Linked DNA regions of Zea mays: region 2 is linked to region 1. The links are chromatin contacts, called in public Hi-C maps. All regions are on one chromosome and are shown on one strand. The core of a region is the stretch at or near the end of the contact, and the rest is flanking DNA. Distances in the headings are between cores, read along the strand shown. Region 1 holds the start of LOC100283495 (low molecular weight protein-tyrosine-phosphatase slr0328). Region 2 holds the start of LOC100194151 (cytochrome c1, heme protein).

What was found. Hi-C and Micro-C count contacts between places; a contact is called where the count stands out from the background.
Region 2: a contact with region 1 is called in a Hi-C map of ear, with 1.8 times the contacts expected there. The contact joins the promoter of LOC100194151 here to the promoter of LOC100283495 in region 1. A contact is called at or near these places in 4 of 25 Hi-C or Micro-C datasets (ear, leaf and tassel).

What each region holds. Positions count from the first base shown.
Region 1 is chr1:209,878,818-209,883,708 of Zm-B73-REFERENCE-NAM-5.0, reverse strand. It overlaps LOC100283495 (low molecular weight protein-tyrosine-phosphatase slr0328), which reads left to right and starts at 2,378. Exons shown (of 6, transcript NM_001156395.1): 1 at 2,378-2,797; 2 at 4,718-4,830. The coding sequence starts at 2,455.
Region 2 is chr1:210,022,929-210,028,392 of Zm-B73-REFERENCE-NAM-5.0, reverse strand. It overlaps LOC100194151 (cytochrome c1, heme protein), which reads left to right and starts at 3,599. Exons shown (of 8, transcript NM_001139201.1): 1 at 3,599-3,715; 2 at 4,334-4,401; 3 at 4,960-5,162; 4 at 5,451-5,464. The coding sequence starts at 4,342.

The DNA.
Region 1 (4,891 bases), core at 1,129-3,628:
GACTCGGACGCTTGCTCGTGTTCTCGACTTAGCCTCGGTTCTCTATCTCACAAAAGACAACGCAAAGTACCAAGGCCATCCTACCGTCCGTGCCGCTACAAGGCTCAGACGTGCCCCCTTTGAAGGTCATTCTCCGACCATGCTGCTACAGGCTCGGACGCACCTCCGATGACTACGACAATAACGTAACAACACTTGTACGCCTGAGTTTCCTCCTTGCGACTATAAAAGGAAGAGAGAGCACAACACTTCACCGCTCACACCACTCCTGATATTGGCATTGACCTCAATCACACTTAGTGACTTGGGACCTGCTCCCTCTATCGACTAGCTTGTATCCCCTACTATGAGTACCTAGGTGCAAGGTAATATAAGTCTCATCCCCCTCGCTGGAAGTAGAGGCTTCTCTTGCCCGAACCAAGATAAATCTTGTGTCTTCTTGCATCACCCGTATGGATAGGGCACACAACACAAATTCACTTGTTGGTTAGGACCCCCAGTTCCCAAAACAACGACATAGGCCATAATGTTCCTTCGCGCCCACGGTAGGAACTGTGACTTGCGTCTGCTTGATATCTCAGACCGTGTCCGGCCGTGGAGTTTGAGTTCATCGAGGCATGATAGTGGATATAGCCATAGCACGACTACATTTCGGTGGTGACCTCTGCAGTGCCATTGGCTTACCTGAGGGTTCGGTAGCGAAGGATCTGGACCACCTGACAGATGACTTCGATGCTACCACGAATGCTATACTAGGGGAGGTGTTCGTGGAGAAGATAATCCACAACATTCCATAACTTTGCTTATGATTGTTTTGGTTTGGACACCTAATTATCGTGGCCCATTTGGATTGTTGACGTGTGTGGGTTTTGGGTCCCCCGAATCTTGGCTTGTCCTAGGGTTCTTTGAGGGGGGCGCTTTTCGTGTGGCTTTCACTCGTCTGCCATACTTGTGCAGGGTGAGCCCTTGAGTCTCTACTCAACGCAGAGATCCATCTAGGGGGTCGTCTCATATTTTTAGTCTACTCTCCCACACACACCTCCTTCGCGGGATGAGGGGAGGTGAGCAAACCACACTTTCCTCGATGGGCTAGCAATGGCGCTCGATGAGATACAAACGAGTAATTCGAGTGAGGTCCTGGTTCCTTCCATAAGATCCAAGCGTGGGGTCCGCTAGAGACCATACTCATGCTCTCAAACACCGACTCATATAGTTGTCAATTCCGTTCGACTAGAATCGACGGTTCGCTGCCTCTCTTTGCGATAAATCCTGAGTCAGACCTTCTTAGGACTCGAACACGAGTCGATGACACCCTTAACGCTTCATGCGTCAGGGTCCTCGTCGCTAGTGTGCCAGTCACTGGCTTCCCCTTGCTCCGTCTTTCGCCGGAGCGACCACGAGCCCTACGCAAACCGACCATAGAACTCTAGAATTCATGACTAACTTGTCGTGGGTTTTTCGGTCCCTGCCAAAGGAAATGAACAAGTTCAAGGTCTTACCGGAGAGGGGCCCTCGGTGCACACTCCATTTCCTGGTCAGGGTCGATTCGAAGGGTGGTCTGGTCCGGTGCGTCGACTTTAGACGATTTTCGGTCCCTTCGATATTCTCGAGCGTGGGAGGGTGGCCCTGTGTTAATCAAGCAAGCAAAAGAGGAGAGATATCAGTGCGGTCATGTCTACTGGATGGACACAAATGTTTTGACAGGAGGTGAGTAATTTGGTGTTTTCCGAGGGTGGCCTGCCAAGTTATTGACTTCTCCTTAGCCCCTGCTATTCCGGACCTCGGTGGGCGGCGACGGGTTCGCATGTGAAGGAGAGATTAAGGCAGCTACTGGTTCACGTTCACGATGGAGACGAAGAGGACGAGGTTGAGCCAGGGAAAACCTACCCGAGCTCAGGAGGCCGGGGCGAAAGATCGCTCGTCCCCCGTGGATCGGGCTGAGAAGCATGGACGCCAAACACACCTTTTTTGCCCTAGGGAAATTGGGCTCGGGGATTTCAAGGCCAGAGAATGGGCCGGGATCCTCCGAGATCACGGGCTACCAAAGGGACCCTAAATGGCTCAACTGCCCCTGATTCGGCCCGTTAGAACATAACAAGAAACTAAATAGTGCTACACCCTTAAAAGATATATTTTATTAGTTAATGGACCAGAATGATACAATGACTCAAAATTTTAAGGACCAGAACAGCATTTTACTCGTGTTTCTTCCTTAAGGGCGTATTTATTCTGGGATTTTTATCCTTTTCAATTTAACAAGGAAATGAAATGAGGTGTGAGGAAAAGGAGGGAAAGCATTGGCGGGCGGGCGGGCGGGCGCCTGTCTCTTGCGGCTGTGGTGCCGCCCGAGAGCGCGACCCATTCGTTCGCGAGCCTCACTTCCAGTTCCAGCACGAATCCTCGTCCAATCCACGCCTGCTGCTCGCGAGCCATCGCCACAGTGCTGGCCTGGCCATGCCTGGAGCCGTTGCGCTTGCGCCCACGTTCGCGGCAGCGAGCAGCTCCGCCGCCGCGGCCTCCACGCTGGCTCCGAACCCGACAAGCCGAGGCGACCCGCTAATTATTAGGTTGTGCCGCAATGCTCCTGCTAGCGCAACTCCACTTGTTCCACTTGTAGCCACCCGTCGCTACGTGCGTGGCTGCCGCGGCGCGGCTCTAGTGGCCAGTCCCCACCACGCTCCAAACCCTCGCCTCCGATTCGCGTCTGCGGCAGAGGGGATGGCTGCGGAAGCGAGCACGGCGGGTGCGGCGTCGGCAGCCGAGGCGAAGCCCTTCGCCGTCCTCTTCGTGTGCCTCGGTCAGTCCCCTCAACCCTAGTCTCTGCTCACCTCCGTCTCCGTCTCCGTCTCCATGCCCTGCCCGTGAGTGCGAACCAATTTTGGTACCGATCCTCCATTTTTCCTGCGTCCATGCGGATTGAACTTACTCGTTATTGTGTCGCCTAATTGACTTGGGGTAGTTCTTGGAATCTCATCGACAATAGCCGGTAGCCAACTAGCCATAGCATTGCATTACCCATCTTAGCACCACAGCTACCTCTAGCTTAAGGACGAATTACAAATTCTCACAATTTATGGGATGAAGGTTCGGAGATTTTGATTGTTCAAATATCAACTCGCCCTGCAACGCGATTAAGAATTTCGGATGGTTTGATCTGAGCAATATAATGCTTACCAGTTGTGTGCATAGTGATGTTCAACTATGTTGGCACTGGTTGTTGCACGGGCTGTATGAATTCAGGTCCTTGATGCTTGTTTATTATACTTCTTGTTTCCATGCACTTGCATTCTAGTTCTCACTTTTCAGTTTTCACAATGTGTATGATCATGTAATTCTTTTTGTACATGCTATGAAATCAGCCTAGTTGCTCAGACCCTTAGTTCTCCTATGCACTTGCAGCCACTTAGCTGCATGTCCCTCCATATGTAGAGAAGCTGCAGTATGCCACACTCAGGAATGTTGTACAGATGAAAACAATCCTGACATTTGTCCTTCCAGATACATGGGTTTGTGCCATCAAACATAGGAAAGGACATCTTTGGTAAAGACAGGCGATGCTGAGTGTGGGGTTCTGAACGAAAAAGACTCAGACCAAGCATCAAATGGTTGGGGAGCGAAGTAGCTGCTTCTTTGAGCGGAGGGTGATTGTGGAATGGAGAAGAGGGTGGTGCATGGAGGCCGCATCCTTGTCAGACTGCGCCAAAGTTAGCTTAACAATTGCCTGACCAGTAATCCCCATCTGCTTGGCCAAAGTTTGTTGATCCTTCAACAGTTGCTTCAAAACCTGGACGCTGAGATCCACCCGCTCCGCCACACGTTGCTGATTGGAGTCCATCTCAGTGACTTAGTGTACAGAAGATCAAGCGACTCCTGAAAATGGTCAGCATTCATCTGCTTTGGATTTCTCCGCCGCCATCGCCTCCAGGATGAACTGAATCTGGATGGAAGGCTTGGGAGGAGCTGTGGTGACCGACCTCAAACCGAGTGAACCACAGACACTGAATTACAGGATCATGCGCGAGAATCCATGGAAGTCTCACACGCAATCAACCAACCGCCAGGAATTACCACTCAAGGCTGAAGGAATCGTACGGTAACAGAACAGAACTCATCAGCCAAGAGAGGAAAGCCGTCCGTGCTGCCGAGAGAAAGCTGAATCACCTGGTTGCCGTCACTGCCACCAAAATGCTGGAATCCCAAATCCTCGCCACCCAATCGCCACCAGATTACACATGATGAAAACCGTTGCCACCACCGAACAGCGAATCCAATACCACTGTAACTACCTGTTGCTGCGACGAGGTGCCGGACATCAGCAAGATCACAGCAGAGATAACTTGGAGAACGGACAAGGAAGGATTCCTCTCCGATTCGATTTCTTACTACTAGTTCATTGTCTGCCTTCTTCCTTTACACGGCAGTGGCTTATAAGCCAGAGGCTGACTCTGCCCTGTGGGCCACACACACATATGACATACCAACACCAAAAACGTATACGCCGGCTGTAAACACGTTCGCGCCATTGACATGGTACCAGCCATGACATCATGCAATCCTTTTTGCACATGCTTGGGTGCTCGTTCAGTAGTGTATAATCCATCACAATGCCTTGTCCTTGGATGATTTCTCGTTACAGTGTGGACCGTGGAAGTATCTGAGTTATTGATGCATATGAATATGTCTGTTCTTCAGCGCTTGATGTAAATTATGTGTACAGGGAATATTTGCCGGAGTCCTGCGGCTGAAGCTGTGTTTCGGACCCTCGTAAGCAAGCGTGGGCTTGACTCCAAGTTTCTCATAGACTCTGCTGGTACCATCGGGTATCATGAGGTTGCATCATATGTTTACTATGCTCTTTGGTACATTTACTCAGATCAATGATGGCATCAGT
Region 2 (5,464 bases), core at 2,350-4,849, 140 kb before region 1:
GAGTCAGAAGCCCACCATAACGCCTATATAATGAGGGACGGGCGCGCGGTTAGGCTAACCCTAATTCACCACTAGCAAACGAGCAGCCGCTCGCCTCTCGCCGTCACGAAGCCACCGTCGCGAGCCTAGCAGTTCGGTACGCGACGCTTCCTCCCTGTACGTGTGGATACCTCGGAGGTGCTGCATCTGGAGCACTAGGACGAACCACGTGAGGACGTCGGCGACTGCACGACACTGCTCGACGCGTTCATCTACATCGAGACGTCTTCCGCTGCCCCGCGCGTCTAGTGGTAATTCCATGACCTATAACCGCAGTAGTTCTTGGTTTTATGGGGTTGAAAATTTTGTTTATCGCTAGCGTAGCCTCCCCATAATCCAACAAGAGCCCCACTCATAACCTACGGAGTTGTAGACCTGTAGCTCACTCATGGCCTACCAAGCCTAGGCTTGAGTCCCCTGATGGTCTACAGGATCCACAACACAATGAGGAGCGCTAAGGCTCCGGCTACGAAGGCCATGGGTTGACACGACATAGGAGGAGTAATGATGATGCCTGGGTCTCCTGCCACACACGCGCTTGATCATGGCCAACTTAAAGAGCCTGACCAGAAGGCTTAAACAATAAGGGAATAAGGGCAAACACTGACGGACATGTTTTTCTATACTTTATTTACCTTTCCTTACCTAGGAGTAGATGTAAAGTAGTTTTAGTTGTAGCTTTCTACAGATCCACCTCCACCTCTATTCGACTCTACGTTGTCTAAATCCATCTTGGGTGGCCTAGCAACCCCAAAACGACCCAAGGATCATATCCCTCCTGAGGGACAAGATCTACTTCACTCAAGGTCTGTTCCTCGAATTGATCTCTTAATTACTAGGTGACTCTACGTTGTCTGGGGACGCCCTGGTTGACCTGCTGACCCGTAGCACCCTAAGATCTCTCCCCCTAGGGGGTGGGATCTAGGTTCCAACGAGGAGGAAGATGACCCTACGCACATCGTGGATGGTCCGCCTCGACTTAGGGAAGAAATCGCTTCTGCCGCTAGGTCGCAGACCGTCCGACCCCTTGCCACGGACCGTCTGCTTCGGCGTAGGGCGCACCTCTAGGCGACTCGGTGACCTATCGTGGACCGCCGCCGTTGTCCAACTCATAGAGCCGAACAAAAGGTATTGTTCATCACGAGAAGGCCCTAAGGTTCGTTGTTGTTTGACCCCAAATAGGTGGTGGTCATCATAGAGGTGAGGTGACTCAATGCTCTAAAGATCTTCAACTTTATTCAACCCTACATCATCTAAAGGTGTCAAGTACCACCAGGCGGTTCATTCTAGTGTTTGGTGACCAAATCGACGCCAACACCCTTAAGGGCCATTTGGACCCCTTCATTTTAAAGGAATTGGAATTTACTCAATATAGTAGGTTATTTGGTTTGTAATTTAACATTCCATCACTTTCCATAGTTTAGATATAAGTCTATCCTAGATTCATATGACAAGAAGATGGAAATTGGTTCTATGTATCACTAGTCTATGTTTCTACTCTACAACTTATGACACACTCTTCATCTCGTTCCCCTAGTACAAACATAAAAAATAAATATCTCTCTCATATGACCAATAATAGTATACACATATATTCTATATAAAACTATATTAGCTTAATTGATTCATACCTAAATTATGATTATTAAAATAGAATTCAATTCCATGAATCCAAATGGGACCTTAGGAAAATGGGAATTACTTGGAAAAATGAGTTGCTAAATTAGCCCTAATAATCTCTACTACTTATTAAGGCTGCAATAGTAGTCTGTCATTCCTTGTTCTGCCCATTCCGTGTTCTGCCTTTCCGATTCCCTCCTCCCCACGCACAGTCCATTCCCATGTTTTGCCACCATTCTATATCTATCATTCTCATTCCCCTCCCCGCAAAGCCCATTCCCATTCCCCCGTACAGACGACGTCTAGCTAAAATTAAAAAAACACATATGGCCCCAAGGGGATTTGAACCCATGACCTCCCAAGCAAATGCCAGCAGTAGCTACCACTGCACCACATGTGTGTTTATGTTCACATTTATAACAGGTAACACATCTACTACATCTCTCCCCAAGCCCACCTGCTACCCTTGCACAATGTGTAGTAGTAGATAAGTGTCACCAAGATTCTTGAATTATATTTTTGGATGGAGGTAGTAGTATTTAAAGAAAAGCCTTGCATGCAATTTCTTTTGTTTGAATAATTTTTCAACTTAAATTCCTTTTTTGCATGTGTGACATTTATTCTTCGTATAATTTTTTTCCATGGTTCTGACTCGTGAGTCATTTTTATAAACGAACGCCAAACATGAATCCATGTTTCTTACTTGAAAACCCCGAACAGACACCATTAGCAGGAGACACTCGCATTGGGGTCGCTCATCGATGACGAGAAGAAACTTGGCGACTGCCAGTTCAACCTCTAGAAACAGTCCTACGTGGTCGCATGTGCCACTATGTACGACAAGCTCCGGCGCTGTCGTCACTTGGACGCGGTGCAGAGCGGCTGCTCCGCGCTGTCCATGGTCAAGTAGGGGACCTCATGGTCGTCGCCAACGTCGGCGACTCTCGGGTTGTTCTGGGCACCGCATTCGACGACGATGCCATCACATCGTCCAACTCATTGTCTACCTGAAGCCAACCTGCCACGTAAGTCGCTATTGACCGGCCATGAATTCTTGTGCGCTGGAACAATGGCCGTTGCTGACGTTGTGTGAATGTCCTCGAACATGATGTATGTAGAGGAGTAGCGCATTCGGTGGTGCAACAGCCAGGGGTACTACCTTGCTGATGAACCAGAGGTACACTTCGTTTTACAACTCAGCCAAGAGTCATCAATACTCGGTATGTCGCGCGGTATGTCGCGCGCGTTCGACGACTACTATATCGAGGACTGTGGCGTCATCTTGGCGCCGGAGGTGACACAGAGGAAGACCGACAACAATAACCAGTTCGAGTTCGTCATCCTCGCCACCGTTGGGGTAGCTTTTGTGCCGGTTTGCCTTTAATTCTCTTCGAAAACACACACTTGTCTTTTTGTTTAAGCAAAAGCGTATGGTGGTACGTGTCTCATGATTATCGATGTACGAGGGAATTTCTTCTGGCATGTGTGGAACATGCTCTCCAATGATGAGACCATGCAAATCGTGACATATATCGAAGTCTGCATGATACTGATGGTTGCAATGTAGTGGTGAAACATATAGATTAAAATAACAAAATTTATGTATGACCAGAATCACAAATTGATTATGAAACATTTTCTCATAACGGTATAACACAAATTATATATATAAGTTATTATAGTATACTGGTATTATTTATTCTCGTTGCAACGCACGGACACTCAGCTAGTGCATTTATTAAAATTTATTAAATGTGGAACAATTCTGAAGGGAAGTAGATAAACAACCTATTCATTTGGGCCTCTAATTCAGCCGATCATTTTGGGCCTCCAAGGGCCTACCTGGCCCGTCCGGAAGACACGGCGCAAGGCGACCCCACGTGTCAGTGTGACAAACCCAAAGACCGGCACCCCGACGGGTCCGAGTTCGAGGCGCATCGCGGCATCGGCATCGCCACAAGGCCCTCTCACGCTCACGCGGTCACGCCCCCGGACCCTTCTCCCCGCGCCGCCGCTCGCCGGAGCTCCGCGTCTCCGCCCGCGCCACACCCTGTAGGTAACTGATTCGGACCCTTGCTCCCGTTGCTTTCTGCTGGTTGTCCCCGTCCCAGGCGTCTGGGGTCTCCGATCTGGTGATCTGCTCTAGTCTCCGGTAGTTGCGGACGACTCCTGGTCCTGGGTCGTGTATTGGCCTCTTGGGGCCGTGGGAATCGGGCGGCTAGATCTGTGCGAATCATATCGATTGGAGCGTCCCATGGGCATCCGGAACTTCACCTCGCGTGCATCACCGGAGGCATCGTTCTCGTCCGTCTGGATTTCACCGGGCTGGAGATTCGTCCACACCAAGTTGAGACCATTTCTGTTTGCTTCCTTTTGTTTTGCTCGTTAGGACGCGTTAGATTGCTAGTTGTGTTCTGCAGAGCCATTTCCTCGTTGTCTATGATCACTAGAACGCAAAATCTAGCCTTTTTAATCTGTTGCGGGTTTGGGTGACGAAATTAGCAACACAACCTTTGATTTTGTTCTCGTGATAATGTGATTTTGTTTCAAGTGATGTCACTAGAATGGTCGACTATTGTCACTCTGTCAATGGGAGTGAAACGAGGTCCTGCTAGTTATTGTATCAAAACCACTTCGTCATGTAACTAATAAGTCCTCGTACTGGAATTTGCAGAATCCTCAATGGCTGCCGCAAGGGGCATTAACCAGCTCCTGAAGAGAACTCTCTACAACCAGTCTGTTGTAAGTATTTTGGTGCACTTTTTGTTTGCTTGCCAGTTGCTTTAAATTACTACCTCTGTTCTTGAATATTTGTCGCCCACTAGTTCATTTCTGAACTAAACCGCGACAAATAAAAAAGAACGGAGAGAGTACATCCATATTCATTCTTCTTACCATGTGATTTTTATTTCTACATATCCATCTTGGGTACACCATCACAATATGGAATATGACTGAAATCCATTGTTTATGCTTAAAAACAAGTCATAGAAAACATGTTTAAGTTGTTGGAATCTACAGTTTCTCCATCAAGTGATGATAAATCACTGCTGCATGTGTTTCTTGTATGGCTCTTGCTTCTCAGTTTTGTCTTCTACTGTATAGATTTGAACCAGATAACGTACATTATGGTAATTTGTAAAGTTCTGTTGGCTCTACATTGACTACTTATCCCTTTTTACTGTCGCCATCCATTCAGAACCAAAACTACTACTTCTGGAGCATGTTTACGAGTTGGTTAAACCAGTACCATTTTTCTGCGTGTCTCAGTTGTCTCAACATCATTATCATGCTCTTCAGGGTTCGTCGCCGCTTTTCTCATTTCGGGGAAAGCATGAAGAATCGTCTGCTGGACTGAGAGCATTGGCTCTTCTTGGAGTTGGTGCCTCTGGTCTTTTGAGTTTTGCTACAATAGCATCTGCTGATGAAGCTGAGCATGGCTTGGCAGCCCCAGATTATCCCTGGCCACATGCTGGCATCATGAGCTCGTATGATCACGCATCGTAAGTCAACAGATCCTCTTCTTTTCACGAATCTTTATTTTATATTGACATGAGTGTTTACAAATTTGTGTAAGCCTTATTTATGAAATATGGATTGGTGCACAGAAATTGACAACCTTTTTTGGTGTACTAGGGTATATTAATTCTTAAATGACACCTACTAATTTAAGAATAAAAGCTGAAGTCGAATTTTAGCTGTCTTGTTACCAGGAAAAAATCTTATTGAAGTGTTAGTACCTTGTTTTCATGTATGGTGCTCTAATTTATCTTAAAAATATTATTGTACAGAATTCGGCGTGGGC